2 separate regions of the Rattus norvegicus genome follow, and region 1 is linked to region 2. The links are chromatin contacts, called in public Hi-C maps. All regions are on one chromosome and are shown on one strand. Each heading gives the region's core, a stretch centred on a gene start, on an enhancer-like site or on the middle of the called end of the contact. The rest is flanking DNA. Distances are from core to core; before and after follow the strand shown. Region 1 has its middle 180 kb from the start of Rnu6-760. Region 2 holds the start of Sulf2 (sulfatase 2).

The links. Hi-C and Micro-C count contacts between places; a contact is called where the count stands out from the background.
Region 1: a contact with region 2 is called in a Hi-C map of liver, with 7 times the contacts expected there. The contact joins the enhancer-like site here to the promoter of Sulf2 in region 2. A contact is called at or near these places in 2 of 12 Hi-C or Micro-C datasets (frontal cortex and liver) and 1 of 1 datasets of contacts at active chromatin or transcription factors (oligodendrocytes).

Annotation. Positions count from the first base shown.
Region 1 is chr3:175,676,005-175,682,515 of GRCr8, reverse strand. No RefSeq gene overlaps it. Among named protein-coding and RNA genes, the nearest start is that of Rnu6-760, 180 kb to the left of the region's middle. Within about 2 kb of position 1,330, at least 14 of the 93 cell types and tissues checked have an H3K27ac peak or open chromatin away from gene starts, as enhancers often do. A contact at or near this core is called in liver, where this site is marked.
Region 2 is chr3:175,321,479-175,327,915 of GRCr8, reverse strand. Sulf2 (sulfatase 2) reads left to right here and starts at 4,265. Exons shown (of 21, transcript NM_001034927.1): 1 at 4,265-4,822.

The sequences.
Region 1 (6,511 bases), core at 81-2,580, 360 kb before region 2:
GGAGCCAGCCATTCAATTCACCGAATGTGGAAGAGAGGAAGTTATCTCTCGAGTGCCTGCTCTCGATGAAGTGTGACGGGAGATGAGGATTGCACCAGGCCTCCAGCTTCCCTGTAAACAGAACTCCGGGAAGCGGGTTTAAAATCCTTTTGCAGCAAGCTGGAAGAAACAACATTTCCACACCAGTAGTTTATGGTGAGGGTGGCCCAACAAGCATCGAGTTTTCCTATCCTTCTCTGTCTAATAGGGTCTCAAACTACCAAGGATGACCTTGAACCTCTGAACCGCCTGCTTCCACTTCTTGAGTGTTAAGATTGCAGGCATGCACCACAAAGTCCAGTTTACGTGGGCTGGGGGTTGAGTCAGGGTTTCAGCTATGCTAGGCTAGCACACACCATCCGAGCTTCATCCTGGATCCTCACTTCACCTGCTTTCCCGAGTGCTTGGCCCAGCAGGGACATCAGTCACCTGACTGGGACACTGGACTGGGGCAGGTAGAGGCTTCAGAGACAGGAGGGTTATGCGCTGGGCAGAACTCTTCCATCCCGCCTAGGGCTCAGTCTGGGGAAGGACTGGATATGCTGGGAAAAGCCAAGTGTGTGCCGCAATAAGCAGGAGTCCTGACGGAGTCTGGAGGTCTGGAGGCCATCCCTTCTCGTTCTTCAAGCATCTGGAAGCAACAGGGAAGAATAGAGCTTGGGCTCCAGAGGGAGCTGACAGGGGGATGGGCACAGAGAACACGTCCATCATGTCTCCTTGTTGATTTAGAAAGACAATTCAGAACCAACCACAATTTGTTTTCATAGTCTAATATCTGAAGTCGGAATGTATCTCCATGGTGATGTGCTTGGAGTTCACGTCCGTGTAGTTCTTAGCATGTGTGAGAAGCCAACCTTAAGGCTCAGGGCTTCTTCAGAGACTTCCGTGTGTACACAAATCTTTATGTGTCTTTTCATAGGAACCCAGATAAAAACGTTTTCTTCTAATAAAATAACACAGAAATTAATTTTAGGGCAATCCTTTGATAGACACGTGGTTTTCTTCGTTTATTAAAGACACAGGGAAATTTACATACCAAGGCAATTTACAGGCCTGTCTGTTTAACACAATCCAATCCTAAGATATGCTAATTGATACTTATACGCCGAGGAATGCTGGTAGGGAAATATCAAAGTCCTTGTTTTTGGTAATTAAATGATTATGTCACTGTACGAGCAGAAAGTTTGGACGTTAAATAAAACCAGGATAATTCACAGCACACGGCAGCCTCAGATCGGGGCAGAGTTGCTTCAGGCACCATTGGCTCCTGTCCCATGGCATGAGCTGTGTGCAAAGTTCACGTGTGTGGTCAGCCTGCTGGCTGCAGAGCCAGCGCAAGAGGAGACGCCAGCCAGCACAGTCGTAAGCCGGCGGGACTCCACGTGTGCTTGGTTTTGGGCTCGCTTTTGGCAATTGCACCTAGAAACCGTAAATAGTTTTCACTGCTAAGTTTTCACTGGCTATGTGTGCTCCAATCTGTGACCGAAGGTGGGGAGGTTTCTGGCTGCAGTTGGAGAGGCTTTGTCTTAGCCAATGGCACTTAGATTTGGCAAAATTCGCTGGTTATCTCCGGTGGTAATACCTGTTGCCGTGAGGAGAAAAACACACAAGTCCCCTTATCTATGGAGCTTGTGTTCTGGGATCACCAGTGAGTTCTAAGACCGAACCCTAAATATGCTGTGTCTTTGACCACACAGACTCACCTACAGAAAAGCCTGTTTAGCAGGTTTGAGCTGCAAGAGGTGAACCACAGCATGACTGCGTATGACTGTGGGGCTGTCAGTAGGCAGAGTAAGGGTCGCACAGACACAAGCACTGAGGTACTGTGTTGGGTACTTTTCTCACGACTGGGACAAGCTCTCTGAGATGGTGACTAATGCGAGTGTTTACGGTGGCTCACAGTTCTGGGGTTCAGTCCGTCACAGTGGGGAAGTCACAGCCGCAGGTCACAGTCAGGACTGCACACAGTTAGGACTGCACACAGTCAGGAAGCAGAGAGAGAGATGAACACTGGGGTTCAGTCCATCACAGTGGGGAAGTCACAGCCACAGGCCCTGAGGCAGCAGGTCACACTGCACACAGTCAGTCAGGACTGCACACAGTCAGGACTGCACACAGTCAGGAAGCAGAGAGAGAGATGAACACTGGGGTTCAGCCCGATTTCTCCCTCTGTTCAGTCTGGAATCTCAGTCATATTCCGGCTGGGCCTTTGCTCCTTAATGAAATATTTCTGAAAAACGTCCTTCCGGACATTTCCGGAGGTGTGTTCCCACGGTGGCTTTAAATCCTGTCAATCAATAATCAATATTAGCCATTATACTTACCATGACAGGTGGTGGATCTGATAACCCACATGGCTACCAGGTTCCCCAAGGGGATACACTGCACAGAGGGCGATCCACACCCCAGATGAGGGGACAGGGTGCAGCTTCCTCACACCACCTCTAGTGATACTAAGCTCTTTATTCCTGGAATTTCCCACCATGTAGTTTTAGACTGTGGTTTCTGTAGGCAACCAAACGCTGGGAAGGGAAGCCGTGAATAAGAGAGGATTGACATGGTCAGGTGTACCAGACGGGATAAAAGGCAGGAATCATGCACCTCAGCCAGGAAGAGTTTAATAAGGGACAATGAATGGAGGAAGGACAGAATCACAGGAGTCACCTGTGCCGGGAACAGTGCCTAGGAACTGTGCTGCGGCCAGAGGGGCAGGGACATTACTACTGCACTCTTACAACCTGAGCTGAGGGGACTCCTAGCAGAAGCAGAAGAGATTCAGCCGCTCGAAATCTGCAGACCAATAGGGCAGGAGACTGGCATCCCATTCCCATCCAGCTGCAGGATGTCTTCCCAAACCTTAGTCAGATTCCCCGGGGAAACCAGAGGCTAGGAAGGCAGTGAGGCCGCTCCTGAGATCAAAATTTCAGGGCCCAAAGCAGGATTGAGGAGGGCAGAGCCTGGATCTGCGGGGGTAAATGATGTCACCATTCTACTGTCTATGGGGCACACTACAGGGATGGTTCGCATAGGTAGAAGGCTTTGCTGAGGTGCGGAACTCCAGTGCAGGACAGAAGATGCCCTTTGGCGGTGCTGGTACTGAGAGAAGGGAACACACCAGGGTCTGATATCTGTGCTGATGAGCTGGGTCTACCCAGAGCTGTAGGCTGGTGTGTGTGGGTACAGGCGCAGCCATCCCCTTTCCGCTGCTTCCTGGGCTGCCCGAACATGAAACCTGCAATTCCCAGGGTCTTCTGAATGGGAGAAGTGAGGAGAGATGCTGCCACCACTGCCGCTGCCACCAATGCTGCCTCTGATCAATGCAAGTTCTAAGTTTTGATGCCAACAGTGGGGCAGATCGCTGGAGCAATAGGAAGTTCTGGAAGGGCGCCTTAGGTCCTGGTGATCTTTTTTTTTTTTTTTTTTTTTTTAATTAACTTGAGTATTTCTTATTTACATTTTGAGTGTTATTCCCTTTCCCGGTTTCCGGGCAAACATCCCCCTAATCCCTCCCCCTCCCCTTCCTTATGGGTGTTCCCCTCCCCATCCTCCCCCCATTGCCGCCCTCCCTCCAACAATCTAGTTCACTGGGGGTTCAGTCTTAGCAGGACCCAGGGCTTCCCCTTCCACTGGTGCTCTTACTAGGATATTCATTGCTACCTATGAGGTCAGAGTCCAGGGTCAGTCCATGTATAGTCTTTAGGTAGTGGCTTAGTCCTTGGAAGCTCTGGTTGCTTGGCATTGTACATATGGGGTCTCGAGCCCCTTCAAGCTCTTCCAGTTCTTTCTCTGATTCCTTCAATGGGGGTCCTGTTCTCAGTTCAGTGGTTTGCTGCTGGCATTCGCCTCTGTATTTGCTGTATTCTGGCTGTGTCTCTCAGGAGAGATCTACATCCGGCTCCTGTCGGTCTGCACTTCTTTGCTTCATCCATCTTGTCTAATTGGGTGGCTGTATATGTATGGGCCACATGTGGGGCAGGCTCTGAATGGGTGTTCCTTCTGTCTCTGTTTTAATCTTTGCCTCTCTATTCCCTGCCAAGGGTATTCTTGTTCCCCTTTTAAAGAAGGAGTGAAGCATTCACATTTTGATCATCTGTCTTGAGTTTCATTTGTTCTAGGCATCTAGGGTAATTCAGGTCCTGGTGATCTTCAGGTGCATCTCCATGCCTGGCTTTTGATTTCCAGAGAGAGAGAGAGAGAGAGAGAGAGAGAGAGAGAGAGAGAGAGAGAGAGAGAGAGAGAGAGAGAGAGAGTTCCTGAGATGTCTTCAGGACGTGAGGACGATGCAATGAGTTACAGGGAAGTGGGTGTGCCCCCGGGGAGATGGAGGCTGAACTCTCCCACTTCACCCCTGATGTGCTGAGGGCTAGAGTCCAGGAGTCTCTGCAGGTAGCAGGGTTAGGATGTCAGGGACTCCCTTTTCACTTCTAGCAGATCTCAGAGGTCAGGGAAGTCCACTCTACAGGGCAGTCCCCGGGCGGTGAAATCGCAGAGCATCCTGGCCACCAACTGCTCCAACAAGGCCGATTTTCTCTCTGCCCTTTTCAGACTCACGCTGGGTTCCTTTACCAGGCAGTGGGAGATGGATGGTTTCATTACTTGCGGCTCTCAGCAATAAATCTCGCAGTTGCAGTGAATGTGAGCTTTCCCCTTACTTTACCTCCCCTGTCCTGTGATTCATCACATTTAATCTTTCTTTTACCTTTGAATCTGGGGGCTGGGGAGGAGCAGAGGCCCCGGGGACTGAGGGGCTGGTCACTCCTTAGAGGCTGAGGAGAAGGGACTGTACATATGGGGTCTCGAGCCCCTTCAAGCTCTTCCAGTTCTTTCTCTGATTCCTCGAGCTCGAGGTGGGCTGGAGCAATGGCAGCCTCGGTGTAAGGGAAGGGCCTGTAAAGGGACCCTGGGGGACCTCCACTCCTGGTTTGCCAAGTCTCCCAGACAAGAAGGGGAGAAAGCTGACCGCCAGACAGAAAGGAAGCAGCCGTAAAGTTCTCCGCCAGGGGACTGTGGAAGAATCTAATTCCCGATGAAATGTGTTCTTGTTTGTGTACAATTAATTTTCCTCCCAAATGAAGGGCTTTGTCTCTCACTCTGTGTTTCAATAGCAACCATGCAATTAAGGCAGCGCGTGCAGTCTCTCCTCAGAAAGGGGCGACTTGGTGCTAACATGGTGGGAAGCAAACATTGCTTCCTGGGTCTAAGAAGAAGAAGAAGAAAAAAAAAACAAAAACAAAGGGCCAAAGAAAATAGCTTCAAATAGAGACTTGGCTCCCGCAGGGATGATGTCATTTGGAAAATGTGAGCTGGAAGGCTCTGTGAATGAAGGGGCCACAGGAACCCTGTTCTGGCTGCAGGGAGCTAGGGTAAGGAGGTGGGAGGGTGGGGGGACTGGAGGGCTGGAGGCTGCCCCAGGGCCAGAGAGACAGGTCCGAACTCAAAGCCGTGCAGAGGCCAGACGGCAGGTGTGCAAGGGTGTCTTTTCAATACATGATTATTTGCATAGAAAACACTCAAACCCAGTCCCTCTTTCTTCTTGAACTTTTATTTTGTTGATTTCTATAGAGATATATATTTTTAATCATGTTAAAAAAAACCCTGGACACTAAAAAATGGATCTGTGACGGTGTTTCCAGAGAGGTTTAACAGAGTAGGAAGACCTACTCTTGATGTGGCCATGAGTATCTCATAGGCCAGGGCAGGGTCTTGGTTGGAGTAAAAGAATTGGAGAAATTTGTGAACAGGGGCTTATTCTCTCTCTCTCTCTCTCTCTCTCTCTCTCTCTCTCTCTCTCTCTCCCTCCCTCCCTCCCCTCCCCTCCCCTCCCTCCCTCCCTCCTCCCCTTTTCCCCTTTCCCTCCCTCACCTGATCTCTACTTCTTCCTCTTTCTCCTCCCCTTCTCTCTCCCTCCCCCTCACTCCTCCTCCTTCCCCTCCCCCTTCTCTGCCTCTCTTCACCCGTCTCCTCCCTGGCTTCCATGATGTGGATGGCCTTCCCGCCGATACACTCAAAGCTCTGAAACCAGAAGGCAAAGCAAATCCTTTGTCAGCGAAGTTGTTTCTGAGTTAAGGACAAGCTTTTCTTCCCATCCTTTTTTTCTTTATACTTTCTATTTGTGTGAGAGCAAGCTCCTGGTTCTCCACAGCTATCTAGAAGTTATCCCCTGGAGTTTTGAAAAATACAATAAACCAAAGACCAGTTCCTCTTGTCAGCATTAGCTGTAGTAGCTAGCTGAGTTTTATCAGCTTAGGCAAAGGCCTAGCTACCACAGTCAGCCTGAGGTCTGCCTGCAGTGTTGTCCCTTGGGCATGGTTTCAGGTCTGTTTTCCATTTGGTTTTCCCAAGTTCTCAGGCCATGTGTGGTGGTTTGAACTTGCTTGGCCCATGGGGAGTGGCACCACTAGGGGGTGTGGCCTTGTTGGAGGAAGTGTGTCACTGTAGGGGTGGATTTGGAAGTCTCCTCCCTTGCTTAGGC
Region 2 (6,437 bases), core at 3,016-5,515:
CTGCTTGCTAGCCAGTGGCTGAGCTGAGCTCGGGTTGCTAGACACTCTCAACCCTACAGCAGCATCGAGCCGTTGCCCGTCATCTGTTAATCGCAGTCTCTGAACTATAATCAAAGCTCAGAAGTGATTTTTCTGGAAGTCAATCACAAAACTAGTTATACTGTCCCAGAGAAAGCCCTACATTGAATAGCACTTACAGACAAATGGATTCTACGTTTCCCTTCAAGAAAACCAAGATGGGGGTTGGGGATTTGGCTCAGTGGTAGAGCGCTTGCCTAGCAAGCGCAAGGCCCTGGGTTCGGTCCCCAGCTCCGAAAAATGCTGGGGCTGTAAGGCTGCTCAGAGGTTAAGCACACACAGCACACACTGCTTTCCAAAGGACGGAAGCTGGGTTCCCAGCACCCATGGCAGGTCGCCTATAAATGCTTGTAACTCCAGCTCCAGGAGACCCGATGCCATGTTCAGGAGGATCTGATGCCCCCTTCTGGCTGCTGTGGGCATTACACACATGTGCACATACCCATACACAGACACACAGGAATATGTGTAGATCATTTTTAAAAGCCTTGAAAAGAAAAGTCCCTTTGTTCTGCCTTATCCACAGAGAGACCTCTGCTCTGCCCAGGGCCGTGTGGCTATTTTAATTGTCAACCCCATCTGTCCTCACATGTCAATATACCCTCATATATCAGGGCCACACAGTCAATGTAGAGTCACTTAAACTTTCTGGCCCATTTCTCCAAGAAAGACCAATGCTATCACATCAAACAGCAAGTCTGACTGTCACCGTGACCTGCGGTCTTTGAAGAGTGTCTCCACTGGAGACTGTCCCACTCTTTCCCTGGTAAGAAGAATTCACAGTAAACACTATGACTCTGAGATCTCTCTTGGCAATTACAGAGGTTTATAATTCTCCTCCCTCTCAAACTAGACCTTGATTCCTAAATGTGCACTTTTAGGCGTCAGGCGTTAGAATAAATTAGACTATACAATTACATGTAATTAAAGGGGGGAAACGGCTGTGGTGATGCAAAGATAGCTGTGTTTTGCTGAAGTAAAGCCGGTCTGTGACCGTGTGCTGGCCCAGAGAGGCCACATGAAGTACAATTAGTGCTCTGTTTTAATGGGGGCTTATGGAACGGCTCTCATTATCACAATATCTGAAGATATATAAACAGCTAATACCAGGTTATTTCTCCTGACAAGACAGCTTGGGTTCTGTCTAACTAAGACTTCAGCAGAATTAAACCACAAATTCATACTGTTGTGCATGATGCTGGAATTCGTGTTTTAAAAGCCCTGAAAAAGCCCGTCTCCACAAAGGAGCTGGGAAGTTTGATCTCTACCCTGGAGAAGTGAGTTGCAGCCAAGCTCGTGTGCCTTATTAAAGCCACCTGTGCCCCAGAACGTGGGGCCTCAGCCAGAGACCCCAGCCTGCAGCCATGTCCCTAGGTTAGTGTTTCTCCTTTACACGCCAATTTGTTTGAGACATGTTAAAAGGTTGTCTTTTATAACCCTCATAAAATACCATCGACTTCGCCCAGATGCGGCCACAAAAGCTTAAGACAATCTGACGCGTTTCAACCTGCGGGCCAAGATGCAGAAAGGCTCAAAGAGAGGCCTTGGGTTCCCGCCATTGCCAGAGAGTCAAGGAAATAACAATAGACAAGGCCCTGTGGGGTAGGTAGGACCCAGGCTGTCCTGCATCCCAAGCCACCAAGGCTCTGCCACAGATGAAAAGCAAGGCATGGGGCTGTCAGGACAAAGGTTCTTAAGGTTAAACCAACAATGGGGAGTTAGCCTGGGAACCTGGAGTTCTGATGGCTCCACGGCTGTCCAGCTGGGGCAGAGATGGATATTATTAGGGGCACAGGGGACACAGAAGAAAGGTTGACCTGGAACACGTGTCTAGAAGGCAGGGGTTGGAGACTCGGGTCACAGTGACTCTCTCTGTGCAGCCCACTCAGGCCAGAGTTGAACTGTGGAAGAGACCGTGACTCCCCAGGCAGGGGGACATCTGACCTTGAAGCCCCTCACATCTTTAGATAGACATAGCTTTTGAGTGGGGCCAGCCATTGTCATCTGCCTGGAAGGAGCCCAGGCAACAGGCTGAGGCCCAGACCAGCATCGTTAGGTGTGGACTAGGTATTAGGAGAGTCCAGTTGTCTTAACTGATGAATGATTCCCCGAATCACACACAGGCTCTGGCGCGCACACAAGTGTGTGTGTGCACACTCATACACTCACAGGCATGAGCAGAAGCACACACGTCCGTCCCTAAGCTCTGACCCCTCCTCAGTCAAGCACTGGAAGGGGTCAGGTGCTGGCGTTTCCACTTCCCCTGCAACAGAGAAAGAAACAGAAGAGAAATCACATGATGCCGTCTTCCTCCAGCACTCAGTCAACTGGGAGACTGCGAACTGCCCTCTTTCCTGGAATTTCTGGTGGGCACACCCACTGCGGAGAGCCTGTCTGAAGGGCAGGGGTGTGGTCATACTGTTTTCTGATGTAAATCCCCAACTCCTAGAGCATTCTCCAGAACCTCAAAGCAAACCAGGCACAGGTTCCATTCCATAGCCTCCCTTCCTCTCCTGCTCCAGACCCCCGTGGGACACTGGGGACCTGCTAGAAAATTGTTGCTGATATAAGGTATCTGTTTCGAAGCTAGGTGCAGCCTCACTGAGGTCGGGGATGGAAGCCACCTGCCCACTGCTGTGGGCTGTGGACAAGACCCTGACATCTAGAAGCATCCATGTTTTCCAGCGATTATACTTCATGGGATGACCAGAACTTCATTTGGCCACAGAACGTGCAGGAGCAGTGCTTGTTGGGAGAACTCCAAGCCAGGATGAGTAAAACATGTAAAATTAACATGTTGCAGAAAAAGAAAAGGATACAAAAAGATCACATGTATTCTTCCTTGTTGCTTTGTGTGCCTCTGAGACAGTATCACAATATACCAAGTTTGACTTCGGGTGATTCTCCTGCCTCAGCCTTCCCAGTGCTGGGACCACCATAATACTGTCTGAGTTGACTATAGCAAGATAAATAGTCAAACAAATGTTTGGGATGTCAACACTGATTACGCCTGCTTTTCTACCTGGTTTATTCGTTTATTTTCTAAGGTTTTTTTCCTTTTGTTTGTTTGTTTGTTTAAATAGGGTCTCCTGGACCTCCAGCTGGTCTTAGATTTCCTGTGTAGATAAGGGTGGCCTTGTTATTTTGACTTTCTTGCCTTTGCCTCCCAAGAGCAGGGATTGCAGGGGTGCACCACCACACTACATTTGTTTGTTTGTTTGTTTGTTTGTTTATACTTTCTAATGCAACTCTCGAAATCTCAATTATGGAAGCCACTTAACCCATGATCCATTGAGCAATGCAGCAGGCAGCTCGGACCCTTCTCTTGCAGTGATAAGACTGAAGAAAGGGGGAATGCCTTTGGGGGAGGGGGGCGTGAAAGTGAACACTTCAGGCTACAACTGCACACAGGCCAGAGGCAGGGCTTGCCCCTGGCTTAGAAAAGCAAGTTCAGGATTAGTACAAAGACAGTATGGGCGGAGTCTAGAGCCCCCAACCCAGTCAAGACAATCCGTTTGAATTTTAGATAAACAGCAAAGACGCGATTTTAGTACATCTCCATGGGTGTCCTGTTATTCTTACTTAGAGAATTTGACAACGCTTATCCATCAGGAAACTAGAAAAATCCCACCAGGGAAAGGAGGGTCTTGAAAACAAGCACAGCCTACGGGGTTCAGATAACCCCCGGAGCTCAGCTTCTCGGGTGCAGATCCTGACTCCACTGTCTGACCTTGGGCCAATAACTTAACCGATCTGTCTTGATTTCAATATCTATAAATGGAGAAACACCATGGAGGACTTTCAGGGTTACGTTCTCATCCGCGGCCAGCGCTGTTCCACCTCAGGGTCCCAGCACATCATCTGTACTTTCTGAAGCTACTGGTGGGCTCTGTGGAGGCTCTTCACCCACCCCTGACAACCAGGGCCCCCTCAAGCCTCTGGTGGCTTCGGGGACGGCAGAAACCGCGCAGACAGCACCACCTGGAGTCGAGTTCTCCCTTTACCAAGGGAACCGGCCTCCCCTTTCTTTCCCATTCCCGGCCCACGTCTGGGCAACGCTTCTGCTTTCGCTTGAGCTCAAGTTAATTTCTCAGAGAGCTTCGGAGGCGCGTGGGAAGGTCCCGGGCGCGTGGGCAGTTCCTCCCGCGATCTAGCTTGGGGATCGGCCCGAGCCGGCGTCTCCAATGGCAAGTGTGTGCGTGTGTGTTTAGAGGCGAGCGCGGGGCTTTCAGCAAAGGCTGCCGGGTGTTTGCAAACCAGGGCGAGCCCCTGTGAAAGCGGATAAAAGAAAACATTTATTAACGTGTCATTACGAGGGGCAGCGCCGGGCCGGGGCTGTCGCACGCCTCAGGGAACACTTGGCTCCTCGCTGCTGGGAGGGAGGAGGACCAAAAAGCGGAAAGAGGCTGGATTCTCTGCGCGCCAGCCCGGGGGACCTGATCCATGGCCCTCGCGACTTCGCGCCGGTGTTTGGTGGACTAAGAGATGCGCCCCCGGTCCGAGTGGCACACACGCGCGCACACACGCACGCGCGGTCCCGGCTCGCCGGCAGCTCCCTGCTCAGCGCACATCAGCCACAACTCCGCGCCCAGGGCGAGCGGGAGCGGGTGCGGGTGAGTGCGCCCCAGGCCCGCGAGGGTGCGCGCTCGGCGGCGGGAGCGCGGCCGGCCACCGGCTCGGCAGGCAGCAGGCCGGGAGCCGCCGGGACTTCGGGCCGGGGCGCCGGGCGGCTGCGAAGGCAGAGGTGAGGAGCGATGGCTGAATCGCCGGGTCCCCGGCGGGGCGGGAGGCAGCCAGATCCTAGGTCCTGGCGCGCGCGGAGGCCGGGGCGGGCGAGGCGGAGTAGAAGCCGGGATGCCGCGGCGGCGGCTGGAGCAGCGGCAAGGCAGAGTCCCCTACGCCCCACGGCCCGGCCCGGCTGCGGCAGAGGCGCGGTGAGGCCGCGGGGGCTGCGCGGTGAGCGGGGCGCGGGGCCGGGCCGGGATCAGGGATTCCAGGGCGAGCACGGCTCAGGTGAGCCCAACCGGTCCCCGCTGCCCGGCTCCGGGAAGGTAGTACCCGGAGGCTTCGGCACCGGCCGGCCTCAGAGGGGCTGACCGATTTGACCCCGTCTGCAAGGCTGGGCGGCTAGGGGAGGACTTCCGGCGCCCCGGTAATTCCCGGGGAAGGGCGCCTGGACCCGCGGGCTGCAGGAGCATGGCCCGGTTGACCCCTTGGGGTTTAGACCCAGAGAGCCAGCTAGAAGCCAGACCACGTGTGGCTTGTCCGGGCAGGACCCGAGCAAGCAGGGACTAGGAACTCGCAGAACAGAGGACAAATGAAATCGGAAAACTTCTCCCGCGCCAGGTCAGAACCCGTCGCCCTGCAGACCTGCGTCCGCCGCGGGCTTCAGAAGCCCGGAGGGGACGCTGCAGCGGGGACTGTGACTTCGTTTAGAGTAGTAGCTCATTCATTCATTCCACAAGCATTTGTGGCGCTCTGCGCGTGCCAGGCACGGATTGTCACCCAGGGAAGGGTGGACGGCCGTGTTAGTCTCTGCGAGGGCGGCTGGTGGCGAGAGGAGGCTCAAACTGGGTAGATGGAGGGAGCCTCCCACGGGCCAAGGGTCTGCTTAGTGGCCTCTGCCTGGAGGGGACCCTGAGAGCCTTGTCTCCCTACACTGTAGGATGCTCGACACAGAGCGTGGCTGTGGTGACCCCCGCCCCCTCCCCACTTCCTGAAAGTTCTGAGTGGCCCCACCCCTTCAGGACTGGCTCTCCTGAAGCTTGTTTTAATCACTTTTTGAGTTAAAAGTCAATATTTAATTAACCAAGTAATTACATTCAGCTTACGTTTGAATCTGGATATTTGCTGTGTCTATGGGGACGCCCGCCCTCTCTCCCTTCTCCATCTGTCCCCGCTTCTTTCCCACGGTGCACCCCCAGGCTACTCTGGAGGTGACAGAGAGCGGGTGACATTGGATTTCCCCGGGGACACCCTGGATTCTGTTCACCTCGCAGTTAGTGGTGACCCGCTCCGGCTCCTTACCCAAAGGGGATCAACTAAGATACAACCAGTGATTGAAAGGAGCGGGAGCTCCCTGAAGACCCCTCCCCCAAGATTCTCCACCCAGCCTGGCTGGTCCCCAGGGAAATCAAAACAACCTGTTTCTCTGTGGTTTAGTGTTGAAATCAGCAGTTTACTGAGGATGGTGTTAGCTTGGCCAATGGAATGTTGGACTTGCCGTCCCTGCCCTGGCAGAGGGTAGTGTGTGGCTTTGGACTTTGTGTAACCCTCTTGAGGGTTTATTATTATTATTATTATTTTATTATTTTATTTGAAGTTATGGCATTTTCTGAAACCTTAATAACATGTTAGCT